2 separate regions of the Mus musculus genome follow, and region 2 is linked to region 1. A link is a contact called in public promoter capture Hi-C data. All regions are on one chromosome and are shown on one strand. Each heading gives the region's core, a stretch centred on a gene start, on an enhancer-like site or on the middle of the called end of the contact. The rest is flanking DNA. Distances are from core to core; before and after follow the strand shown.

Region 1 (7,306 bases), core at 3,553-6,052:
ATCCCCTATAAAATTAAAATAAAAAACCAGATCGTATGCTTTCAATAAACCATAGCACAGGATATACATTATCATTCCAAAATGTCATGGTCAGCAAATGCTGGAAGCAAGACCAAAAAATAGCTGGGCAAACTCCAAACTCTGCATCTCCATGTCTGATGTCCAACTTTTTTCAGCTTTGTTTGATGCAACACATTTCTTTCTCCTGCACTGGTTCCACTTCCTGTTAGCAGCTATCCTTGGCAGATATCCCAAGGTTCTGGCATCTTTAATATTTTGGGATCTTCAAGGCAACTTTAATTTCACAGATTCTTGTTCCAATGTCTAGGATCCATACATGATCTTTAGGGCTCCTTCAAAGGGCTTGAGTCACTTCTCCAGCTCTGCCCTGTGTAGCACTCTAGGCTCTGGTTGACTCCATTCAATTGCTGCTGCTATTCATCTCATGGTACTTGCACCTTTAATATGCTGGTGTCTTCTGCTGTAACTAGACTTCACCAATAGCCTCTCAATTCTTCATGGTGCCAAGCATGACCCCTTCAATCCTGGGGCCATCAACTGCAACTAAAGCTGTACCTTCACAAATGGGCTTTTCTGGCCTCTTACAATGCCAAGCCTTAGCTTCTCTCTATGACCCTTTCATGCCTTCAAAACCAGCACCATCTGGGTGACACATTACCAAGTCTGGCTGTCAGTGAGAAGTCTATCTTTAGAATATAGCTTCTTTGTACTCTCAGAAAACACTTCCCAGAAAATTTCACCTCAGTGATACTGTTTTCTTTTTTGTTTGTTTGTTTGTTTGTTTGTTTGTTTTTTTCGAGACAGGGTTTCTCTGTGTAGCCCTGGCTGTCCTGGAACTCACTTTGTAGACCAGGCTGGCCTCAACTCAGAAATCTGCCTGCCTCTGCCTCCCAAGTGCTGGGATTAAAGGCGTGCGCCACCACCACCCGGCACTGTTTTCTTTTAATCACTGTTAATTTCTTAGCTCCTACTAAATAGCATCAACTGCCCCTGTAACTCCTATTCTTGATTCTAAAGCTAGAGCCACATGGCTGAAGCTGCTAAGATTTCCTGCTTCCTGGGGCTGAAACATGCCCCCCCGCCCCCATTCTATTACATTATCACCAGCTTTCTGTTTTCCAACTCCTTTAGTGCCTAAGCTCAGCTGTCTTAGAACTTGCTCTGTAGACTGATCCTTAACTCAAGAGATCTGCATGGCTCTGTCTCTTGAGTTCTGGGACTAGAGGCCTGTACTACCATGCCTGGACTTAAGCTTTTCTTTACCTGGAACTTGCTCTGTACCAGGCTGGCCTTGAACTCAGAGATCTGTTAGCTTCTGTCTCCTGGGATTAAAGGCCTGTACCACAATACCTGGTTCTAAGTTTTTCATGGCCACTATGCCTCAAGAAGCCTGTGTCTTTCAGCCTCAAGTTCTGGATCACACATATGCCTTCCATTTATGGATTGCAGCTCATGCCAGATTAAAAGCCCAGGTGAAAACAATAACCAGGTCATAATGATGCCTAACACGATATAACTATTTCATGTTCAACTACAAAAGCATAAACAATAAGCTAAGCTGGGTGGGATCTTGCCCCAAGGTTACCCACTCCCTTAATTCCATCTAATAACCTTGAACACAGGATTTAGCTACATTCCACTCTTTAAACCATACTTTCTTTTCATTTTTCCTTTCTAAGCTTTCTACACTTGATCAAAATGTTCTTCATGAGAGTAAACCAGAGGACAAAGTCTATGCTGGACTTTTTGGAGACTTCCTTTGTCAGTGTAATTAATCTGAAATATCTTCACCTTAGCCTCAGGCAGACTCTTCGGACAAAAGCAAAACATAGCCACATTCTTCATCAAAACATCAAAAAACAATCTCCGGGCAACATACTAAAATCCCTAGAGCAAGGGCTGCACAGGTGAAGGAAACCTCGGCACCCACGTCTTTCACATCCCTATTAGAGTGGTCCAGTAAGCCCCACTTAAAGCATTTTACTGCTTGTCAAATCCAAAGTCCCAAAATCCACATTCCTCCAAACAAAAACATAGGCCTGTCACTGCAAAACCACCGTCCCTGGTACCAACTTTTGTCTTAGTTACGATTTTATTGCTGTGAAGAGACACAATGACCAAGGCAACTCTTTTAAGGGACAATATTTAAGGGCTGGTTTAGTCTCAGAGGTTCTATCTACTATCATCATGGCAGGAAGCACGGCAGTGTCCAGGAAGACCTGGTGCTGGAGAAGGAGCAGGGAGCTCTGTATCTTGATCCAGTTTCAGACAGGGGGGAATGTCTGTCTTACACTAGGTGTAGCTTGAGAGTATATATTACCTTAAAGCCCACCCCCATCATTCCACCTCTATTTTTTTTTAAATCACTTTAAAATTTCCTAAAGAGTAAGAGGAAAAAAAATCTTCCTTTTTTCTAACCTATGTATTTGTGACACTGAGCATAGTGGTATCTACCTGTGATTCCAGCAGTCAAGAGGTTAAGGCCAGGGTGAACCATACATTTATAACCAATCTGGGCTAGATAGCAAGATTCAGGGCAGACTGGACTATATAAGGAGACCTCGTCTTTAAAACCAAATTAAACAACAGAAAAGAACTTATGTCCATTTCATATTTTTCCTGCTTATATATTTTAAATGTTCCCTTTCCTTTACAATCATACATTTATGGAGTATCGACTGTTTTCTGGGTATCAGTATACACATACACCAAAGATACACACACACACACACACACACACACACAAACAATTCACAATAGTGCCAAGGTGTAATTAGCATGTACAAGGATATTAAGTGTTTCGTTTTATTTAAAAAAAAGAGAGAGAAAAAAAGAGCCAAGATATGTTTGTAGAGCCAGGAATAGTAAGGTGTGGGAGGGGTGCCTTGGTGGGCTCATGCTGAGGCATCCCCTCCCCACACCCTCCAAAGACCAGCCATACGACAGATATGGTATAGAATTGAGTTTATTTATAGAGACATGGGAAGGGGAGTTGAGTAGAGACAGAGAGAGGGGGAGGAAGAGAGGAGGAGGGGGAGGGGAAGAGGAGGGAGAGGAGAGAGGAGAGGAGAGGCTGGCTAGGAACAGAAGAGAGTGGGGGGAGGAGGAAGGGGAGAGCAGAGAAAGGGATCAGAGAGAGAAAAAGGCAGAAAGAGTAAGAGAGTGAGGAGGGACTAGCCAGGTCTACCTGGAGATAGTCAGGTTGGGCAGAGCTTAGAAGGAATGCCAACAGAGTTTCTTTTTTAAAAAATGGAGAAAGGGTTCAGTGGGAAGTATATGAGGTACAAAGGCCTAGGGTCAATTGGCAATAATTGGGGGGGGGGGGGTTGGTAGGGAGGAAAAAGGGGATAGAAAGCAGATTTGAGTGCTCTAGCTTTTGATCCTAGCTAGCACAGAGAGGCTGAGACAGGATGGTTGCTAAGAGATCGAGACCTTCAATGCCAGCCTGGAGCCATCCTGAGCTACAATGTGAGACCCCGTCAAAAAAAAAAAAAAAGTAAGAAGTATAAGAAGTATTGTATTTGTTACTTTCTTTTTGCCTGAGAAAGCCACTTAGAGGGAGGACTTATTAGTCCTCCCTGAAACATCATCGTTTCAGATGTTTTGGTTCATGGTGACTAGGTTTCATTGCCTCTGGGTCTCTGGTTGGAACTTATGTACTGGGGCAGTTATTTACCAAAAAAAGCATACAGGCTGCAAAGAGAGCTAGAGGAAAGGCTAGGTTAAGACACACCCTCAGCGACCCACTTCTTCCAAATAGGCTTGTGCCACCATTTACACCATCTCCTAATAATACCTTCAAAGATTTAATACATCAGTGGCTTAGGTCAGAGGTTCACTATCCATTCACTTCCCCCAACATCAAAGTCCATTAGCTGGCAACCAAACCTTTACCACATGATGAATCTTTGGGGGACGTTTTAGGTTCGGACCCTAGCAAATATCAAGATCTAATCCACATTCCATCCCCCAGAAGTTTTCTGAAGGTCGGATTACACAAACATTTAAGCGAGGCATCATGTGCTAACAGTCATTTAATTTTATTTTTCTCCGTTGTTTTCTAACGATGCTTCCCTAATGGATGGTTTTAATCATTTGCCACGCAAAGAAGCGTAAGCTTAATTCTAGGAGCATTGTTTTAACAGGGAAGGGATAAATCTGCTGTATCCGATGATCAATCCGGACCCAGAATATTACATTTCAGCCTGTCCACAGCCAGCAATGGCTACAGTGGTTGGGAACTTTTGGAAATACATTAGCAGACTGAAACGTAATATGCATGAGATTCTTGCAGACAGGAAGAGGTAAATTGCTCTCTTTCTCTCTTCACCTTTCCCCTGGTTAGTGACACTAAGCCCATTCTGCGTTCCTGACACTCTTCCAGGTCTCCCAGGGTGGGGGACAGGGATCATTCCTAACCGAACCAGCTGGCTCCTAGACTAAGGTTGGTAACCTGCACCAGGTATAATCTTGTTTTCAACTCACTGGTGGTCATTTTCAGGAGCCAAGATCCGCCTCCCGGTTCTCATCAGAGTTCTTTGATCCAAAGGACTTTGTCCCCTTCCTTAAGTGACAGATCATCCCGCCACTTTCTGCCGCAGGACTGTGGGGAGAGAGACACCTTCCTATCAAACTCTCCGGCGACCGTGAGACTGTCACGGGAGCTGCGCGAGGAGCAGCCGCGGTTGGGGTCGCCTCAGGGACGCGTCCCGCAAGCGCGAAGCTGGGGCCCCCGGAGCCGAACAGGGAACGGCGTTTGCCGGGGCCGAGGCGGAAGCCGGATCCTTTGGCGGACCGGACCGCGGGAACCCGGAAACGCCTGGGCCTCACCGAAGCGGTCCGGGCCACAGAGCCGGCGGGAGCCGGCGGTGCTGCGGGTCAGCGGACGCGGCGGAGCCGACGGGCTCGGCAGCCTGGGTCTCCCGGCGTCGCGGAGCCCGGGGCTCCAGTGCGGGCAGCTGGCCGAGCCGCACGGCGGGTGAGCGGAGGGCGCTGGGGGAAGCTGGCGGGACGCCGAGGCCGGGCTGGGAGGGCGCGGGGCGGTTGAGGCCACCGGGACCACAGCGGACGGCTGCAGCCCTAGTTTATGAGGAGTAGATGAATGGGCGCCTTGTACCTCCGGCCTGGACGTGCCGAAACGTTCTGGGTGGAGGAGGAAAAGGTCGGGAGGGGAGGGGTGTGGCAGGCAGTGTGCCTGCAAGCTCCAGACTGGCGGGCCAAGTGCCTTGGGGGCCAGGCTGGCGGCCTGTCCTTCCGCGGTCATTTCGGGAGCTCCGGCTCAGCCTGTGACCCCGGGCTAGGGACGAGTCTGCTCGGTGAGAAAGGACGGTGTAGTCAAGAAGCTGCAGGGACTTGGAGAGATGGAAAGGGTGCCCGTGGTAAGTCTAGACCGAAGGCGATGGGTGTCCATCAGTGTGTGTGGCGAGAGTTTGCAGGGGTTCTAAGTATTGAAGAGTGGGGAGCTTAGTGAACATTTTATTTAAGCTAACTCAAGTTTCTGCTAGTTCAGATTAATTAAGGGATATTAAACGAAGTAATGGGTTTTAACTGTAGCAAGGCACTTATAGGAGTGTGCCCTTTATTATATCCTATTAAACGCAATATTTGAAGATGGCACCTGAGTTGAGTCTTTGTAGACACTTATTTTGGTAGTTACAGGTAATGTTTGGTTGTTTCTCACGTCTTCATTCCGTTGCTACTAACTCAAGTTGCTTGCTTTCAAATGAATGACTCCTACGTTTATGCGTCTGACTAACTTCCCTCCCTTTAAATTTTTTCCTACCGCATCTGCCCTTATTTTCTGGTCACTTTCAGGTGCACCATACCAATAGCTTCCAAAACGGAACTTGCAGCTTTAAGTCTTTCTGCCTTGGAACTACGCCTGACCTGATAGCACACGCATGAGCAGGGCCCCCTCTCTTCTCTGTCTCACTATCTCCTGGTTCTCTTCATCCACCCACACACCCCCACTCCTGCCCCCTCTTCACTGTGTGTGGCTGTGCTGGGCAGTGAACCCCGTGGGAATTGACGGAGCACTCTGTCACTGAGCTGTAATTTTAGTTCTTTGCAATCGCTTTTTGAAGCTGGAGATTTAATGCCACTCTCTGACAGTTCTCTCAGAAATACTCAGCGACAATTTACTTAGTTAGTGGTTCTAGGGATGGAACATAGGTCATACTGAAGGCTAGGTAAGTGCTTAGCTACTGTGGAGTATCCATAACCAAGAATAGATTTTAAATAATTTAGGTAGCCATTAAAAACCCTTCAAAATGTAAACCACTCCATGATACAAGTTAATGTAATCCTTTCATTCTTTTTTAAAAATAGTTTTATTTCTAAGCTAGACATTCTTTTTAAAAAAGTAACTTTACCCAACATATTGAAATGTTTTTAAGATAACCATAGGATTTTTTATTTATATATTTTTAATTTTTATTGGATGCTTTATTTACATTTTAAATGTTATCGCTTTTCCTGGTTTCCTCTCTGGAAACTCCCTATCCCTTCTCCCCCTCCCCCTGCTTCTGTGAGGGTGCTTCCCCACCCTCCTTCCCACTCCTGGCATTTCCCCTACACTGGGGCATCAAGCCTTTACAGGACCAAGGGCCTCTCCTCCCATTGATGCGGGACAAGACCATCCTCTGCTACATATGCAGCTGAAGCCATGAGTCCCTCCATGTGTACTCTTTGGATGGTGGTTTAGCCCCTGGGAGCTCTGGGGGTTGGGGTTCTGGTTGGTTGATACTGTTGTTCTTCCTATGAGGTTGCAAATCCCTCAGTTACTTCAGTCCTTTCTCAAATTCCTCCATTAGGGACCCGTGCTCAGTCCAGTGGTTGGCTGAGAGCATATGCCTCTGTATTTGTCAGGCTCTGGCAGAGCCTCTCAGCTATATCAGGCTCCTGTCAGCAAGTACTTCTTGGTATCTACCATAGTGTCTGAGTTTGGTGTCTGTATATGGGATGGAGCCCCAGGTGGGGCAGTCTCTGAATGACCTTTCCTTCAGTCTCGGTTCTACACTTTGTCTCCGTATTTCTCCCATGAGTAATTTGTTCCCCTTCTAAGGACTGAAGCATCCACAATTTGGTCTTCCTTCTTCTTGAGCTCCATGTGGTCTGTGAATTGTATCTTGGGTATTCTGAGCTTTTGGCTAACATCCACTTATCAGTGAGTGCACATCATGTGTGTTCTTTTATGACTGGGTTACCTTACTCAAAATGATAATTTCTAGTTCCATCCATTTGCCTAAGAATTTCATGAACTCAATGTTTTTAATAGCTAAGTAGT
Region 2 (7,306 bases), core at 1,818-4,317, 150 kb after region 1:
TTAAAGAAGAATATCTTGTGTTTTCAGCACATAAAAAACCTGTCAAATTCAATGAGGCTCTTACTAAATGGTCGTTTTCAAATCTGAGCTTATGGGTTTTCTCTAATCTAAAACAACGTCACAGCATACTTATGCTGAAATTCCTTCTCCCGCTTCACGTCTTCATGGTGTTTCTTTATTCTTTCTTCCCAGACTTCCTTTACAGCACTGACGGCCCCGGTACAAACCGCACTTTCTGTCATGATTTTCCCACATTGTAGTCAAGTCATCTACTTCATTACGTTCTGAAGAGCTGAGTCACAGGACACCTCAGTAAAGACCTAAGTATACCAGACAGGGGAAAGACATCATGTTTCAGAATATTAATGATTGATAACAATCATGAGAGGTGATGTTTGCGTCCAGCTATTCCACATATATTTGCATGCCATATCTTATTTTATTATTTTACTTATTTATTTATTTATTTATTTATTTATTTTGGCTTTTTGAGACAGATTTTTCTGTACAGCCTTGGCTATCCTGGAACCTACTCTGTAGTCCAGGCTGGCCTCGAACTCCACTCCACCTGCCTCTGCCACTCAAGTGCTGGGATTGAAGGTGTGTGCCCCCACAGCCCATACCTTATTTTAAACCCATGTAAACTATGATGTGAGTATTTTTGTTGCCTTTAGTATTCATATGAGGAAGCTAACCCTCAAGGGAGCACACATGGTTGGAACAGGAACTGCTGTCCAATCCGCTTCCTTTGTTACCATGTCGTCCATGATAATGAAAACCTGCAACCAGACTTGCATCCAGCTATGGGAAAGTAATTAAGCTACGATACATTAGGCAAGTCTGGGGCCCTCAAGATGGCTCCACAGGTAAAGGTGGTTGCCACCAGCCTGACAGCATGCAGAGGCCCCAGGCCCCAGCTGTGTCTACAACATAAGGCTTCCTACAAGGAAATCAATTAAGCCTGGTTTTGTTTTGTTTTAAGATGGCTGGAGAGACAGCTCCATAACTAAGAGCGTTTGCTCCTCTCCTGGGGACTGAGGCTTGGTTCCCAGCATCCATATCCTGACGTTCCCACTGCCTATCTCCAGTTCATGGGGATCTGATGCCTTCTCCTGACCTCCAAAGGCATCCACACACATGTGGTATACAATTTCACAGAAATACATATGTGGTATACAATTCCACAGAAATGCACACAGAAATACATCTGTGGTATACAATTCCACAGCAATGTACACAGGAATACCTATGTTTTAGAAATAACAAAGTAAGTAGATAACTGTTTTGCATTTTTATGAGAAAGAGTAGGAGAACTTTTAGGAAACAGGAGACGGCTTGTGCAGAAGACAGAGAGTACAGTAGCAGAGGCCACAGGAAATGTGGCTGTGACCAGCGTGTGCTCCACGTGTGCATCACGATGTTGTGGAGAAACCCGTTGTTTGCATCTAACATTTAATAAGAAGGAAGAAAAAGAGGCAACCAAGTAAAACCAGCAAGGTAGGAAAAGCCCAGGAAATCCAAATGGCAAAAACAAAACAAAACAAAACAAAACAAAACAAAACAAAACAAAAACCCACAGACTGTACTTAGCCTTAAGATTCTATAGATTAAACCATAGTAAACTATCTATACATACCTCATCAAAATGGCCAATTGTACTAGACTGACTCTACCAACTATTGGTGAAAGTTTGGGTGAGAGGATTCCCCCAGTGCTTTGCATTGGTGGAACTGTGAGTTGGTTGTAACTACTTTCAAAGAGCATAGGTGATATACGAGGTATAGACATTCCTGCTCACTATGAACAAGTGTCCCCCAACAATGATTTTTCAAAATAGTATAATAATTAGTAATAATAATAATAAAATGAATGCATCATGGAATTTTGCTTTTTCATGGATACCTTCATTTGGCCCAGGACGTTTGGCTAATCATGTCTAAATTGTAGAATTAGAATTAAAATTATTTGAGGCTCATGGAGGCAGTCAGAAAAGGAACCCGAAAAGAGCTGTCAGAAGAAAACTTTGGGTTGCTTTGTCATCTACAATATGCAGAGTATTACTTAGAGAGGGATGTGAGCAGAGTGCGCGGAGCCCACAGACAGGAGCTGAGTGTGAGATCTTTCTGCAGTCAAGAGACCTTGGGATCAGGCATAATAGTATATGTCTGTTGATGGGCTGATGCAGGAGGATGGTACGTTTGAGAGCAGCTTAGGTACACCACAACACCTTACCAAAATAGGAAAGAAGGAAGGAAGGAAGGAAGGATAAAAAAGGAAAGAAAGGAAGTCAGGAAAGAATGGACAAATAAGAGAAGAGAGTGGGAGGTGGAAGGAGGAGCCTTGAAGAACATGTACTGGGGACCTTACTGCCTGGACATGTCACCTAGAATTTATTGTATCAGATGTTAATAAAGCTGATGTATGTACTAAATACTTTCAACCATATACAATTAAAATATTTCATGAATGCAAGCTATCTCCGTATTGCATTATCTTTATATAAACTCTCATTTGTTAACTTATTTCATTGCTTGACATTAAATATTGGTCATCTCTAATACTAATTTCCTTAACATGACAGATTTGCTTCAGAAAAAAAACAAGTTTGTAACAAGGCATTTCTGCATCTAGCTCCTTTGTGAAGGAAAGGCACACAGCACAGCAGCGAGCTAAGTGTGTCAATGACACGGTGGGGCAGCTGCTTTCAAAAGTTAAACAACTGAAGAAACACAACCTTAAACTCTAACTTTCAGGAAGCCTATCTCCTGTGTCCCAGAGGACGACGGCTAGGTAAGTGACCACAGCCCCCTTACAAGGCTCAGAAGTTATATCTGTGATCAGCTGATAAACTTTTTCAGTGAGATCGTCACCTGTAATTTCTTTAAGCAGAAGGAACGGAGGAAAATTGTTTCGGAAAAGCACTTACCATAGGGGGTTGCTGCAGCCAACATGCCCAGAGCTCCCTGATTCTCAGCTAGAATCAGATCCAAGGTGATTTTTTTTTCCCCCAGTGTGGCTCCAAATGACTAAAACTCTGTCGGGCTGTGACCAAGTGAAAAGTCATGTCAGCCTACTTCTAATTTTAGCTCCTGGACAAGGCTGAGAATAGCAAGAGTCACGTGGGGCTTCTGTGCAAAGGTTCAACTGATAATGTACGTGAGTGCGTTCCTACAGACACCAGGGAAGTCTCTGATAATGTACGTGAGTGTGTTCCTACAGACACCAGGGAAGTCTCTGATAATGTATGTGAGTGTGTTCCTACAGAAACCAGGGAAGTCTCTGATAATGTACATGAGTGTGTTCCTACAAACACCAGGAAAGTCTCTGGGAGAACCATTTCTTTTTAAATTAATTTAAATTTTTTAACTGTGTGTGTGTGGGGGGGGTGTTTTGTGTGCATGTATGGCTGTGTGCCACATGCATGCAGTGCCCTGCAGGCCAGAAGAACTTGTTGGGTCTCCTGGAACTGGAGTGATGGATGGTTGTGTGCTATCACATGGATGCTGGGAAATGACCCTGGGTCTCCTGCAGGAGCAAGTGCTCTTAAGCACTGCACCATCTCTCCGGCCTCTTGGAGGGAGAACAATTTCTAAGTGCCAGAAAAGAATTCTTTCTAAAAGTCCGTCCACTTTTCATGACTTACAGATCTTACATACTTAACAGAACATAGTGGATCTGTTGGAAGCAAAGCAACTTCAAAATACACTGATGTGCAACAGGACAAAGCCCCTCACTACCTTGAAGTAAAAGCCCCAGTGCTTCAGATGAATGAATAGGGAAGGTGTGGCGAGGAACCGCAATTTGTGCTGCACCTAAGCTTCAGTTTCAGGGAGAAATGGTTGACTGAAGCCCTGTCCAGTCCACCTCCTTCTGCTATCAGGTACACTCTCAAGCCTAGGACTTCAGACTTAATTAACTTTCCATTTTTAACTCTCAGCTCCCACAGACAGGACCTAATTCCATGTTCTTAAGAATTATACATACAGCCAGGTGGTAGTGGAACACACTTTTAATTCCGGCACTCCAGGGAAGCAGACACAGGCAGATCTCTTTGAGTTTGAGACCAGCCTGGTCTACAGAGCTAGTTCTAGGACAGCCAAAGCTACACAGAGAAACAGTGTCTTGAAACCTCTCACACCAAAAAAGACAATTATACTCTTAGCTTTTAAAAATCTGTACACATCTGTACACAGATAAAATATAAGAGGTAAAACTGAAAGACCTCCGAAGGGAGTCCCTCACTCAAGTCTCGGGATAATAGTGGACCCCCAAGAACTCATGAGAGACCAAACTTGATGCAAACCACAGGAGGCTTTATTCGGGAAAACCAGAGCTCTGGGGACGACTCATATCTCACGCAGGGGTAGAGGAGTCAACCCCGAGGGGACAGGGGTCCCAGGTTTTATAGGCCCTCAGGGGGGAAAGGAGAAGGGGGAGAGTAGGGGATTTCCAGATCTAAACAATGTCTATTCTAAAATGATTGATTCCTCAAGAAATGGGTATGGGGGCCATTTCGTGACGCCGCGGGACCGAGAATCTGTAGGAGCAGAGCCAGAGGGAAGCGGGTGGGCCTGTCGGAGCGTTAGGATTTGAGCTTGGGCCTTTTGAACCCAGGATCTCGAAATGCATCGTGATTCCTGTCCCTTGGATTGTAAGGTTTATGTAGGTAATCTTGGAAATAATGGAAACAAGACTGAATTAGAACGGGCTTTTGGCTATTATGGACCACTCAGAAGTGTGTGGGTTGCTCGAAACCCTCCTGGCTTTGCTTTCGTCGAATTTGAGGATCCCCGAGATGCTGCTGATGCTGTCCGGGAACTAGATGGAAGAACACTGTGTGGCTGCCGTGTAAGAGTGGAACTGTCGAATGATGAAAAGAGAAGTCGGAATCGTGGGCCGCCTCCCTCTTGGGGTCGTCGTCCTCGAGATGATTACCGCAGGAGGAGTCCTCCACCTCGGCGCAGATCCCCAAGAAGGAGAAGCTTTTCCCGAAGCCGGAGCAGGTCACTTTCTAGAGATAGGAGAAGAGAAAGGTCTCTGTCTCGTGAGAGAAATCACAAGCCGTCTCGATCCTTCTCTAGGTCTCGTAGCTGATCTAGGTCAAATGAAAGGAAATAGAAGATCAGTTTGCAAAAGTGGTGTACAGGAAATAACTTCATCTGACAGGAGTATGTACAGGAAATTAAAGTTTTGTTTGAGACTTCATAAGCTTGGTGCATTTTTAAGATGGTTTAGCTGTTTAAATTTGTTTTGTCTCTTGGAACAGTGACACACAAAACAATGTAATTCTCTATGGTTTTCAGATGGATCATAAGAGGCACGTGATATCAAGAATTGTTACTTTACAATGTTCCCTTAAGCAAGATTTAATTTTCTTTGAATTTTAGTTTTTCATAGACTGAAATAAACCTAGGTCCTGCCCAAAAAAAAAAAAAAAAAAAAAAAAAAAGAAATGGGTATGGGAGGGAAACAAGGAAAGAGTCTAATGAAGGTGCAGCAACTACGGATTGGCCCCGACTGTGGTTGCTGGGGAGATTTTCCGACTCTATCCCAGCAACCAATATAGCAACCAATATCATAAACACCTGGCAGTGAGGTGCAGCAGTGGGCACACACCTGGGTTCAAGGAACGGTCAGAACATTGGCAGACACACGGGTTCAAGGAGCAGCCAGAGCATTGTGCACCTCTATTTTTCTAAATCAGTGAAGCTATTTCTACTGACAATGAAATCTATTTTGCCAGTTGCAGGGCTTCTGTGACCTTTTACACTCTGTCAGGATCTTTCAAAACTATCTAATTTTTATGTTATGTCTACACACAGACGCATACACAATGCTTTAGTGCTGTGCTAGAACACAGGATCTTGCCGTATGCTTGATATGCACTCTACCACTGAGCCACACCCACAGCTCTTCAGAACTCTATAATATCATGTTCTGTTAGCATATATTGTTTCTACAAAAATAATGGGTTTCATCGAGTTTTCTCCATAAAGACCAACCTAGTCTACATGAGACCCTGGAGACAGAGACAGAGAGACTGAGATATTTATCCCCAGATTGTTTTCTGAGGGCTATCCTAAAGCACACTTCCTACCAGAGAATAAGTGTTTCCATATTGTCTTCAACACTTACCTTCCATCTGATCCTCCTGCATCAGCCGGGGTGCTAGGGCTAAGGGCATGCTGGGTTTTACATGGTGATTCCATGCAATCTGGGCAAGCACCGTCAACTGAGCTACATCCCAGACCTTCCCCGTATGTTGAATGAGGTATCAAGTGCACAACAAATTAAAAGGAGGTGTTTATTCTGCTTCATATTGGTGGGCCACTTTCAGTTCTATGGAAATAATTAATCTTTCCCAAGAAATTAGTGTGAATTATGCAACACTGTTTTCTGGTATTGGCCCAGCTTTTGAGAAAATCTTATGATCAGTTTGAAAAAAATCAACCATCTTCTCCTTTTTTTCTTTCTCCAAGGGTTTATTTCATGTGTATGAGTGTGTCACCTGCGGATATGTCTGCGGTGCCCAGAGAGGTCAGAAGATGGCACCTGATTTTCTGGAACTGGAGCTACAGATCGGATATGAGCCATCCCGTGGGTGGTCGGGAAAGCAACCTTGTTTTGTCGTCAGAGCAACAGATATTAACAGCTGAGCCATCTCTCCAGACCCGATTTGATTTGATTTGATTTGATTTGATTTGATTTGATTTGATTTGATTTGATTTGATTTTTCAGGTGACAGTCTTTCTGCATTGCTCTGGTTGATCTGAAGTTCTAGAGCTCAAAAAAGATTCGTCTCCCTCCGCCTTCTACCCAGCTAGGACCGTGGGTGCAAGCCTACAGGCCCGGCTTTTATGATCATTTGTAATATGCACAAACTGTATGAGAAATGATACAGTGAGGGTATTTTTTTTTGTGTGTGTGTGTGACAAGTGAGTTTTGCTCTTTATTATCAGCCATTTAATGTCTCCTGATAAAATTCAATACATTTAAATTTCATCTTAATTACCTTAGACTCAGGGCTAAATTTCTTTTTTTCCCCTTTATTTTATTTTAATTAGGTATTTTCTTCATTTACATTTCCAATGCTATCCCAAAAGTCCCCTATACCTCCCCCCCTCCACTCCCCTACCCACCCACTCCCACTTCTTGCCCTGGCTTTCCCCTGTACTGAGGCATATAAAGTTTGCAAGACCAATGGGCCTCTCTTTCCACTGACGGCCAACTAGGCCATCTTCTGATACATATGCAGCTAGAGACACGACCTCCGGGGGGTACTGGTTAGTTCATATTGTTGTTCCAC

Evidence for each region. Capture Hi-C pulls out chosen DNA fragments and counts their contacts.
Region 2: a promoter capture Hi-C map of adipose tissue shows a contact between it and region 1. The contact joins the promoter of Lrrc39 here to the promoter of Slc35a3 in region 1. A contact is called at or near these places in 6 of 115 datasets of contacts at active chromatin or transcription factors (bone marrow-derived macrophages, embryonic stem cells, microglia and 1 more) and 3 of 9 other capture datasets (adipose tissue, liver and pancreatic islet).

What each region holds. Positions count from the first base shown.
Region 1 is chr3:116,709,776-116,717,081 of GRCm38.p6, reverse strand. It overlaps Slc35a3 (solute carrier family 35 (UDP-N-acetylglucosamine (UDP-GlcNAc) transporter), member 3), which reads left to right and starts at 4,802. Exons shown (of 8, transcript NM_144902.4): 1 at 4,802-4,999.
Region 2 is chr3:116,558,744-116,566,049 of GRCm38.p6, reverse strand. It overlaps Lrrc39 (leucine rich repeat containing 39), which reads right to left and starts at 3,067. Exons shown (of 9, transcript NM_175413.4): 1 at 2,927-3,067; 2 at 130-320. The coding sequence starts at 242. It also overlaps the pseudogene Gm9761.